Linked DNA regions of Oryctolagus cuniculus: region 1 is linked to region 2. The links are chromatin contacts, called in public Micro-C maps. All regions are on one chromosome and are shown on one strand. Each heading gives the region's core, a stretch centred on a gene start, on an enhancer-like site or on the middle of the called end of the contact. The rest is flanking DNA. Distances are from core to core; before and after follow the strand shown. Region 1 overlaps GULP1 (GULP PTB domain containing engulfment adaptor 1). Region 2 holds the start of COL3A1 (collagen type III alpha 1 chain).

The links. A called contact is a pair of places that touch in the nucleus more often than the background predicts.
Region 1: a Micro-C map of ear pinna shows a contact between it and region 2, with 7 times the contacts expected there. The contact joins the enhancer-like site here to the promoter of COL3A1 in region 2. A contact is called at or near these places in 5 of 6 Hi-C or Micro-C datasets (ear pinna, embryonic fibroblasts, psoas muscle and 2 more).

Annotation. Positions count from the first base shown.
Region 1 is chr3:51,872,951-51,877,468 of mOryCun1.1, reverse strand. The region is part of intron 6 of GULP1 (GULP PTB domain containing engulfment adaptor 1); the gene reads left to right. Among named protein-coding and RNA genes, the nearest start is that of GULP1, 260 kb to the left of the region's middle. Within about 2 kb of position 3,223, at least 2 of the 8 cell types and tissues checked have an H3K27ac peak or open chromatin away from gene starts, as enhancers often do. A contact at or near this core is called in ear pinna, where this site is marked.
Region 2 is chr3:51,422,466-51,426,979 of mOryCun1.1, reverse strand. It overlaps COL3A1 (collagen type III alpha 1 chain), which reads left to right and starts at 3,176. Exons shown (of 51, transcript XM_002712333.5): 1 at 3,176-3,566. The coding sequence starts at 3,491. It overlaps LOC138848960 (a long non-coding RNA gene), which reads right to left. Exons shown (of 2, transcript XR_011387204.1): 2 at 3,375-4,514.

The DNA.
Region 1 (4,518 bases), core at 1,974-4,473, 450 kb before region 2:
ATCCAATTATATGATGAATCCAATATATGATGAATTATATGATGAATAGTTGAAATGTAAGGAGATATTTGAACTGAAATACTTTTCAAACAATGGCTGGTCTACATACATTTTTTGTGGGCTATTTTAGGGCTCCAATGTAGAATTTTCTATTTAAAATGCATACTGCTAATAAAGGAAAATGACTTATAATAAGATAAAAATGATTTACTATAGTTTTCAAGTGAATGCTAAGTTGATAGTAATTTCTTTTTCAAGTGTCTTCTGGAATAAGTATGTATTTGAGAAGCAATTTTTACTCTGTTGATTTGCAAAGTATATTGATTCATGCGCCAATGAGAATGAGTAAAACAATGTTGTTACACATTTTACTTTTAATATTTTTTATTGTGTCAGGGGTCTGAGTCTACAATTAAAGTATACTAAGAATATTTACATTTATTTTTAAAATGTCAACTGTTTTCTTTATAGTTTTCTTGTTAGGTAACATCGGCCAGTAGATGGTGGTATTGCTCCATTAAAAATAAATTTACCATGTACACACATTCTTATTTTATTTTCCCGATTGTTTTTCTTAAATATATGTATTCTTACTGTTTTTTCATGTTTATTATTTGACTTTATTTCCCACAGAAGGTAACATTTTGTTTATATTTGTTTTTTTCTATTTTGTTATATTTTGTATATATTTTGTTCTATTTGTATATTTGCTTGTTAATGCATTAGCTAAGGACAGGTAAGAATTAAAAATGGAAAATAATATAAGATAATGGAAAACAAATAATTTCTCAGTGTTACACTTTTATATTTTCTAATGCCTTTTTACCTTTCAGAAAAATTAATTTAGATTTTTAAAATATTTTTGGTCATTTCATGGAAATTTATATTTATTTTGATTAAAGCAATGATTTGTTTAAGTTTAGTTTTTAATTTTAAATTCTATATTTGTCAAAACAACTTTTATATTTTTTAGTTATATTCAGCAATTCCTGCTTCTAGACCATGCTTTTGCCTGAGAATTAGGAACATAGCAAATTAAAAAGTAGTGATTTATAAACACCTTCAATTTCTGTGCATTCAATAGTATTTTTACTGTAATGAACTTAATTTTCCATGTTAATTTATTCACTTTTATTAATCCAACTAGTACAAATGCCAGACAGCTCAATGTATTTCTTTAAAAATCTTGTGATGGTTGCATATGAATAAGTATTGGTAAATAGACTTAAATTTACCCCTTTCCTTGGGAGATTACTAGGGAAAGTTCCTTTGAGAAAAATGTGGCCTTTGGGAATTATTGTAAGTGCTGTTAAGCCTCAGCCTAGCATTTCAAGCTCACTCTGTGTACCATAACACTCTTTTATCTTATAAACAGCTATTTAATTAACAAAATCTTTAGTTTAACATAACTTTATATAAGCATTAATGACTTCTCCACAGGATTGTTATGAATATTTTAGCAATTTAAGTATGAGCCACAAAGAAGAATAGTAACCCAGAACCATAAGCTAAAAGTAGTAAATTAGTTTTCTTTCCTGATAGTATCTGTTAGATTATTAGTATCAGTTAGATTTCACTTTATTAAATGTCTTCTGATGAATGGATGGAAATTTCGCAATAATGACTTTGAAACTCAGTAGTGCTCTCTTTGCATTTTCTTTTAAGAAAACGACTTAGCAGTGTCACATTTTAAGTACTTTGAGTACTACATCATCCTTCTCTCTCACTTTGTTGTGTCAAAGGCTTGGTTTGTTTATTTTATCTAAGGCATTTTCCACCATGTGCATGTTTCTCCTCCTTTGAATATTTTTCACGGGAGTATTATATTCACATTTTAATGGTAGTTCAGCTTTCTATTCAGAACTACCAATACATGAATCCACTGAAGCAAAAAAGTCAAAGAAATCTGAAAAGGGCCCTTCAAATATTAATAATAATTCAGGAGGGTAAAGAATATAAGATAAATTGATCATAATGTCTTCCAAATATAAGTCAGTGGTATTCAGGGACAAAACTAAAGTCTACAAGCAGGAAAATGTCTTGGAGAGTTATAGGTGGCCATGCAATCTATGGAATGCAGTAAGCTAGAATTTCAAGAAAAAATGGAGAGGCAGAGAAGAGAATATTAAGCCCTTTAAATATAGATTGAATGAATATAACTTTAGCCATTAGAATTCTGCAACAATGTTCAAGAGTCAAGTGGTATAACCAGTAGAAATCTTGATATAAATATAACAATATATATGGGATGTTGTTTTTTAGATACAGAATATTAGCTGTGTAAAATAAAAGGTTTATTTAGTGCATATCTGCAAAACTAGTTCCAGGCCTAGTTGCTACACACCCATTTTATGATTAAGATTAATAGCTTCTCTGGGACTCATTTCTTTCATCTGTGAAGTGGGAAAATTGGATGATCTCTGAAGGGTCTTTGAACAAGATTATCTTGTCCTGATATAAAGCGTATGATTCACCATCCCAAGATTAGATATTTTCTGCTTTAGTTTTTCTTCGCCTCCTTGTCCCACATCCCCTCCACCCCCTCTTCCCTCTCCTCCTTCCTCCCTTCCTTCTTATCCTTTGTTTTTTCTGCCTCTGGCCCCTACTTCCTTCCTTCTTTTGTTTCTTTCTTTCCTTCTCAACAGATAAATTATTAGTGATTTTTTTGGTAGATTTTTTGGAAACAAAAAGGTTGTGCAATCCTTGTAGAGGTCACAGGGATGCTTGTTTCCAGATGTGGGACCTCAGAAGCCACTGCTCATTGTCTGTTTCTGGAAAAGAGCAGCACCAGGGAAGCAAGCTTAGAAAGCTTTTGCAACCCACCGCAGGAGTTGCTCTCTGTTCACATACTTTCACATACAGTTAATTTGTTTAGTCAGCCTTCATATGTGAAAGACATCCAAATCATTTAATTTCACCAAATCAACAAGCAGATGATGAAGAAGAAACAAAATGAATCCACATTCTTTGGAAGAAAGGGGGGATACTTTTTAAAGGTCTGCACTGAAGGAAAACAAGTTTCTTAAAGACAAGAAAAAAAATCTCTGGCACAGCTAGCTGAATTACATGCAGAATGTAAGACTACAGGACACAAAACCGAAAAGAGAGAAACAGAAAAAAAACCTAGCAGCCTGCATTCAGGGCAGGACAGCGAGCTGAACACTTCTACCACCCAAAATGGAAGAAAACAAATGGTACTCCCCAGGATATAAAGGCAGACACTTCAAGGGCATTCACACATGCATTAATTATGTTACTCTCCACAGCATGCAAAGCCATGAAAGGAGAAAAAGACTTTTAACTGCTCTCGGCTGCAGGACTGAGCTATACCATGTGTACTCACATCTGCCCTAAATTAGAGTGAAATGCACAATGCAAATAAATATGGCACACAAGAGAAATGGAACCCTGCCCTGCTTTGCATGTCATCTATTTTGACTCAAGTTAGAATGACCTATATGCTGGAAAAGTGTTATAGTACAAAGTAACTTTCTGAATCCTTGAAAGATGAGTGAAAAATCCCATTTATTTCCCCTAATAGTTTTCTGTCCACTTTTTAAAAAGAAGGTGGAAGAGGAAAGAAAGAAGGGAAGTAGCGAGACAGTAGAGTTGCCAGATAAAACCAAGATTCTGTTACTTTGCATTTCAGGTAAATAATAGACAACTCTTTTTAATGTAAATATGTTCCAAGTATTTCATGGAACGACCTCATACCATGTAGTATACATATGTATGTATGTTGTCTGTTTATGGTGTATATTTCTATATATTCTAAAATAAGTTCTAAAAATCTTATTTATTTATTTGAAAGGCAGACTTAGATTAGTGAGAGAGAGAGAGAATCTTTCATCTGCTGCTTCACTTCCCAAATTGCTACAATGTCCAGGGCTGGGCCAGGCTGAAGCCAGGAGCCAGGAGCTTCAACCAGATCTCCCACATTGGTGCAGGAGCCCAAGTATTTGGACCATCTTCCACTGCTTTTTCAGGCACATTAACAGGGAGCCGGATCTGAATTGGAACAGCTGGGTCTTAAACCCATGCCTATATGGGATGCCAGTGTTGCAGATGGTGGATTAGCCCACTGCACTACAGTGCTGGCCCCACTAAAATAAGTTTTTAAAAACATATTCATTGCTTAATTTTCAAATTTAACTGGATTCTTTCAATTTCTCCACCACCAAATCCTGCAATGTCAAGAGAGAGGCTCTATCTCTCCTTAAATGCCTGAATACCTTGATTTTCTTTTTGATTTTGTTTTTTTTTTTTAACTTTTATTTAATGTATATAAATTTCCAAAGTACTGCTTATGGATTACAATGGCTTCCCCCCCATAACGTCCCTCCCACCCGCAACCCTCCCCTTTCCCACTCCCTCTCCCCTTCCATTCACATCAAGATTCAGTTTCAATTCTCTTTATATACAGAAGATCAGTTTAGCATACATTAAGTAAAGATTTCAACAGTTTGCTCCCACACAGAAACATAAAGTGAAAAATACTGTTTGAGTACTAGTTATAGC
Region 2 (4,514 bases), core at 1,927-4,426:
TAGAAGATAGTGATTTGGCCTTCTTTTCATCTTCAGACATAATTGGCTACGTCTGAAGAGCTATTGCAGCTGTGTTGGATACTGCTGGAAATTCCTCAGTATGACTCAGATGACAAATTATACTTGATAGAGAGTCTAGTGGGATTTGCAGACTGGAGCTTCAATCCTGAGTATGTTAAGGCATCTGAAGATCCAACAGGGAACTCCTAAACTCCTACAAGATGTTGCACCCAGAATCTGTGCCATTCTTGCAGCAAAATTTATAAAATTATCACACTGTTCAGGGATGAGTCATATTGGTACAAAGTTGAATTCTAATTTTCTATGAATTTCCAAATATAATTACAATATCAGTGATGATGGAAAATAAAACTGTCATTGGAACCTAAGTATGAACACTTCATTCCAGAAAACATGGTTTAATACTTCAGAAAGGTGCACAACTCAAATAGGGGCTGAGCAGTGCTTTCCCTTTTAATGATTAATGGTCTACTAAGTAAATAAGATTTTAGGTGACAGCTTTATGTCAACATAACAGGAAATTCTTAGATGTTTATCCATTTATGTGAAGAAAAATTGATACAACAAATGCAAATTACCTCACAAGTGCATTAAGGCAGTTCCAGGAATTTTCGTTGCTCAAATTTCCATCAATTTTTAAAAATATACATGTGTATATTTAGTAACTTATATGTGGATATATATATAGCTCCACATATATACACAGATAGAAACAGACCTTTAAAACTAAGTGAGAAGGGATTCTGTCCCATGTGTTTTTCATGATGGAGATAATTGACTTTCTTATTGCTAGTACAGAGAGCACAGCTAACAGCCCCTGGCCTCTCGAATTCATCACAGCTGTGCTCATGCAGCTCTTCCCAAGCTCCCACTGTCGAACGAGTGCACTGGAGAAGATCTGAAACCTTGGGTTGATAATCTACCACACCCTGCTTTGCCTCATCTTTCCAGCCACTCACTTGTCAAGGAAGAGCCAGATTAGTCAGTGTTTCAGTTGGTGCGGGTACTTAGATGTTTTTTTTTAAACCACAAATGCCATCCAGAAAGCAAAATGACATGTTTATACATACTGGTTCATATCAGTGAAATCAGGGAGGTAAAGAAACAAATGTTTGTCTTGATTCCCATGAGGATCTCAGCTCCTGGAGTGCATAAATAGGATTCACTAGCATATGTATTTCTTCCATTTGAGACAACAGCTCAGATCCACACCCAGCTAGTCACTGTAGTAAGAAACAGTTTGACACAAGGAGGGGGAGTAGGATCTGGAACACTAAACCCTAAGGATCCTGCTGCAGAACCCCAACATGTTTAAGGCAATGAAGAATGACAAATCAGAAAACCTGGAAAAGGAGATCTCCAGGTGCCTCCTGAAGACTTTATAATACAAGAATGTTTCCATATGCACAATTTAGCTAAGTTTTCTTAAATGAGAGAATCAATCATGATTGTTTCTCATGTGTGTAAGACTTTTATTTGAATGACTAGACAAATCAAGGTTTTTAGGACAAATTGCAATGGAAGTTTTGCATGTAAAGTCTGAAATAAAGCATTAAAATCTTTTTAAATGGCAATTTTCTAATTTTATTTTATTTTTGTTTAGAAAATAACAAAGAAATTCAATAAACTTCAATTTTATTGACTATCTAAAATAGGATCAATCCTTTTAATATAGAAAGATGGATTTTTATGTAAGTACCAAAGATACTATGAGAAAAATTCATCATGATTCTGAATTTATCTGAACACGCAATAGTTTTTTTTTAAGTAGAGGATGAAGATGATTGGAAGTCAGAGAATTACGTATAACAGTCTTCTGCCCTCCCAACATTACTGTGATGATCCAGTAGGAAAGCTTTTAGTCGTGACCATTCTCAACAGTTCCTTTTCCCCCCTCAAGCAGTGACTCTCCAATCTAAAATCAGAATATGCACAGGAGATTGATCTTGTTCTAGTCCTCTCGGCCACTATCAGATGATGCCATCTATATTGGAACGTCTTGGTTTATGATCCCTTCGAGTAGAGATACAAGGAGGCAAGTGTTCCGATCTCCACGCTTACAAAATTTATGTATACCTCAAATTGAGTAAAATGAATTAGGAGAAATAGAAAGATGAAAACAAACTTAAAGGATATGATTTTGCTGCGAAGGAAAGGTTTCAACTGGGTCATTGAGAAATGACTTCCATGAATTGGTGTGAAGTGGTGAGATTTTATGTGCACATGCATGGAGAAAGAAATGATCAAGTTAATATGGAAAAGTTAAATGCATGTGACCTTGACTAGAGCTTAAATGCCCCATGTATTTATTATTGTGGTGCAAGGAAATATCTTGATTACTAGAAATGCCTTGATGCCATGACCAAGTGTAGTCTCTGAAAAAGATTTATCAAAGACTTAGCAATGGTTTTGCTCCCTTTTCAAATGTCATCCAGAAATTACTTCTTAGGTCCAGAAATACATTGGAAAGCTATGCTGGTGAGGGTTTGGAAAGCATACATATGAAAATCTAAATTTAGAAATATTTATACTAATCTTTATAACCATGCATATAAATGAGAATTTCTTCTGGTATTCTTTTTCTGTTCCATGTGATAAACTCTTTCTTCCAGTTTCTTACAAAGTCGAGACACAAAAGACTGAATTTTTCCTCTAGAAAATGTTTTCTGGTTTTACCAAGCAGCATAAAAGTTAGAAGTTTCACAAGAAAGCACTTTGGCTTGCTAAAGAAATTTTTGAGGAATGGAAACAGCTATAGATAAGTATCTAACTTTTAGGATGCCATTCGAACAGAGATCAGACACTTAGTGTTTTGACTTTAGCATAAAATTTAACTTCCAGACCTCGGGGTTCATGGATGAGAGTAAGGGGGTTTTCTTTCGGTTAATCTCTCACTGTTCCTTATTTAAATTGAGTTAGGGTGCGTTCTGCAAAATCCCAGTATACAAATCCAGGAAAGTAAGGTTTGCAAAATTAGCCATATTCAAGAAATATGCATCAAACAATTTCTCAAAAGTGTGAAGCTGTTAATATGATACAGGGAGATAAAAAATGCATACATTTAATTCTCATGTAGTGAAACACAAACAGAATATTCTGTATGTGTTCTGAAGTTATGCAAACATGCATTAGACTAAAATAAATAAAAAACTCTCACACAGTACATGCACACAAACTCCAGATGTACTATTTTTCTTACTCTGTGGTTTGTGTCTTCTATAAGGGCAAAGAAATATTAATCATTTCTTTTACTGCTAAGGGGATGGGTGCCGCTCTCATATTTCAGAAAGGGGCTGGAAAGTGAGGGAAGCCAAACTTTTTCCTATTTAAGGCCAAAGCAAAGGAATCCCAGTGGCTGAGTTTTATGACAGGCCCGGTGCTGAAGGGCAGGGAACAACTGATGGTGCTACTTTGAACTGCTTTTCTTTTCTCCTTTTTGCACAAAGAGTCTCATGTCTGATATTTAGACATGATGAGCTTTGTGCAAAAGGTAACCTGGTTACTTCTTGCTCTGCTTCATCCCACTGTTATTTTGGCGCAACAAGGTAAGTAGCTACTGATTTCAGAAAATGTTATGGGGTTTTGTTTTTACTTCATACAAAGAGATACAAAGAGGGAAAGCAGCCTCCTAAAATAATTTCTTCTAACATTTCCAACTGCGAAACGTTCACCGTGATTGTGTGTTTTACCTTTGTTTAAAAAGAATAATGTCTTGTGTGTTTTTGAAAGTTTTGGGTTGTTTCAGATAAAGCTTTTCTTGTACTAACTATTTTCACATTAAAGGCATTGGAAACTCTTTAAAAGGCTTTGTAAGTCTCCCCTCCTGGACCGTTAACATCTTGGAATGTTTTCCTAGGCTGTCTGGAAGTTACTGGTCTTTTGTAATAATTTTATGTCCTCCTCTGCATGCTGCATTCTTTGTAAGGCTGGAATATTGGGCATTGTTTTCCCAAGAAGATAATAGTTAGAAATAGCATGCATTCAGAGCATTCTAATATTAGGCGCTATGCATTAGTAGAATCATTTCACCTTTTTCTGCGAAACAGCAGCAAGGTAAAGTCTACCAACTTTCTTTTAATGAGTTCAAACTGCTAAAACTGTTCCAACACCCTTGCTTTTTCTTGTTCTGTTTCAAGCACTTACAATGATTAATCCAGCTTTTTCTAGTAGTTTACTGTTAAGGGTTTACTGTGTTCTGCATGTTCCACGTTTCAACTGTGTCTGCATTACTGAAGAGATTACTTTTTTCAACAGGCATGTTTTGGCTTTTCTACAAGCAGGGAAAACATATCAGTAGTGTTTGACTTCAAAAAACTGATTTCATTTATGTTCTGATGAGTTCATAGAATGGATTTCATAGTTTAATTGCCCCAAAACCATTTGTCTCTTTATGTGAAAATGTTTCTTAATTCCTATGTTCTTCACAGTTAGGGAAACCAGGTAAACTGAAATACACACCTTCACAGTATAAATATTTAAGAGGTAAATTTAAA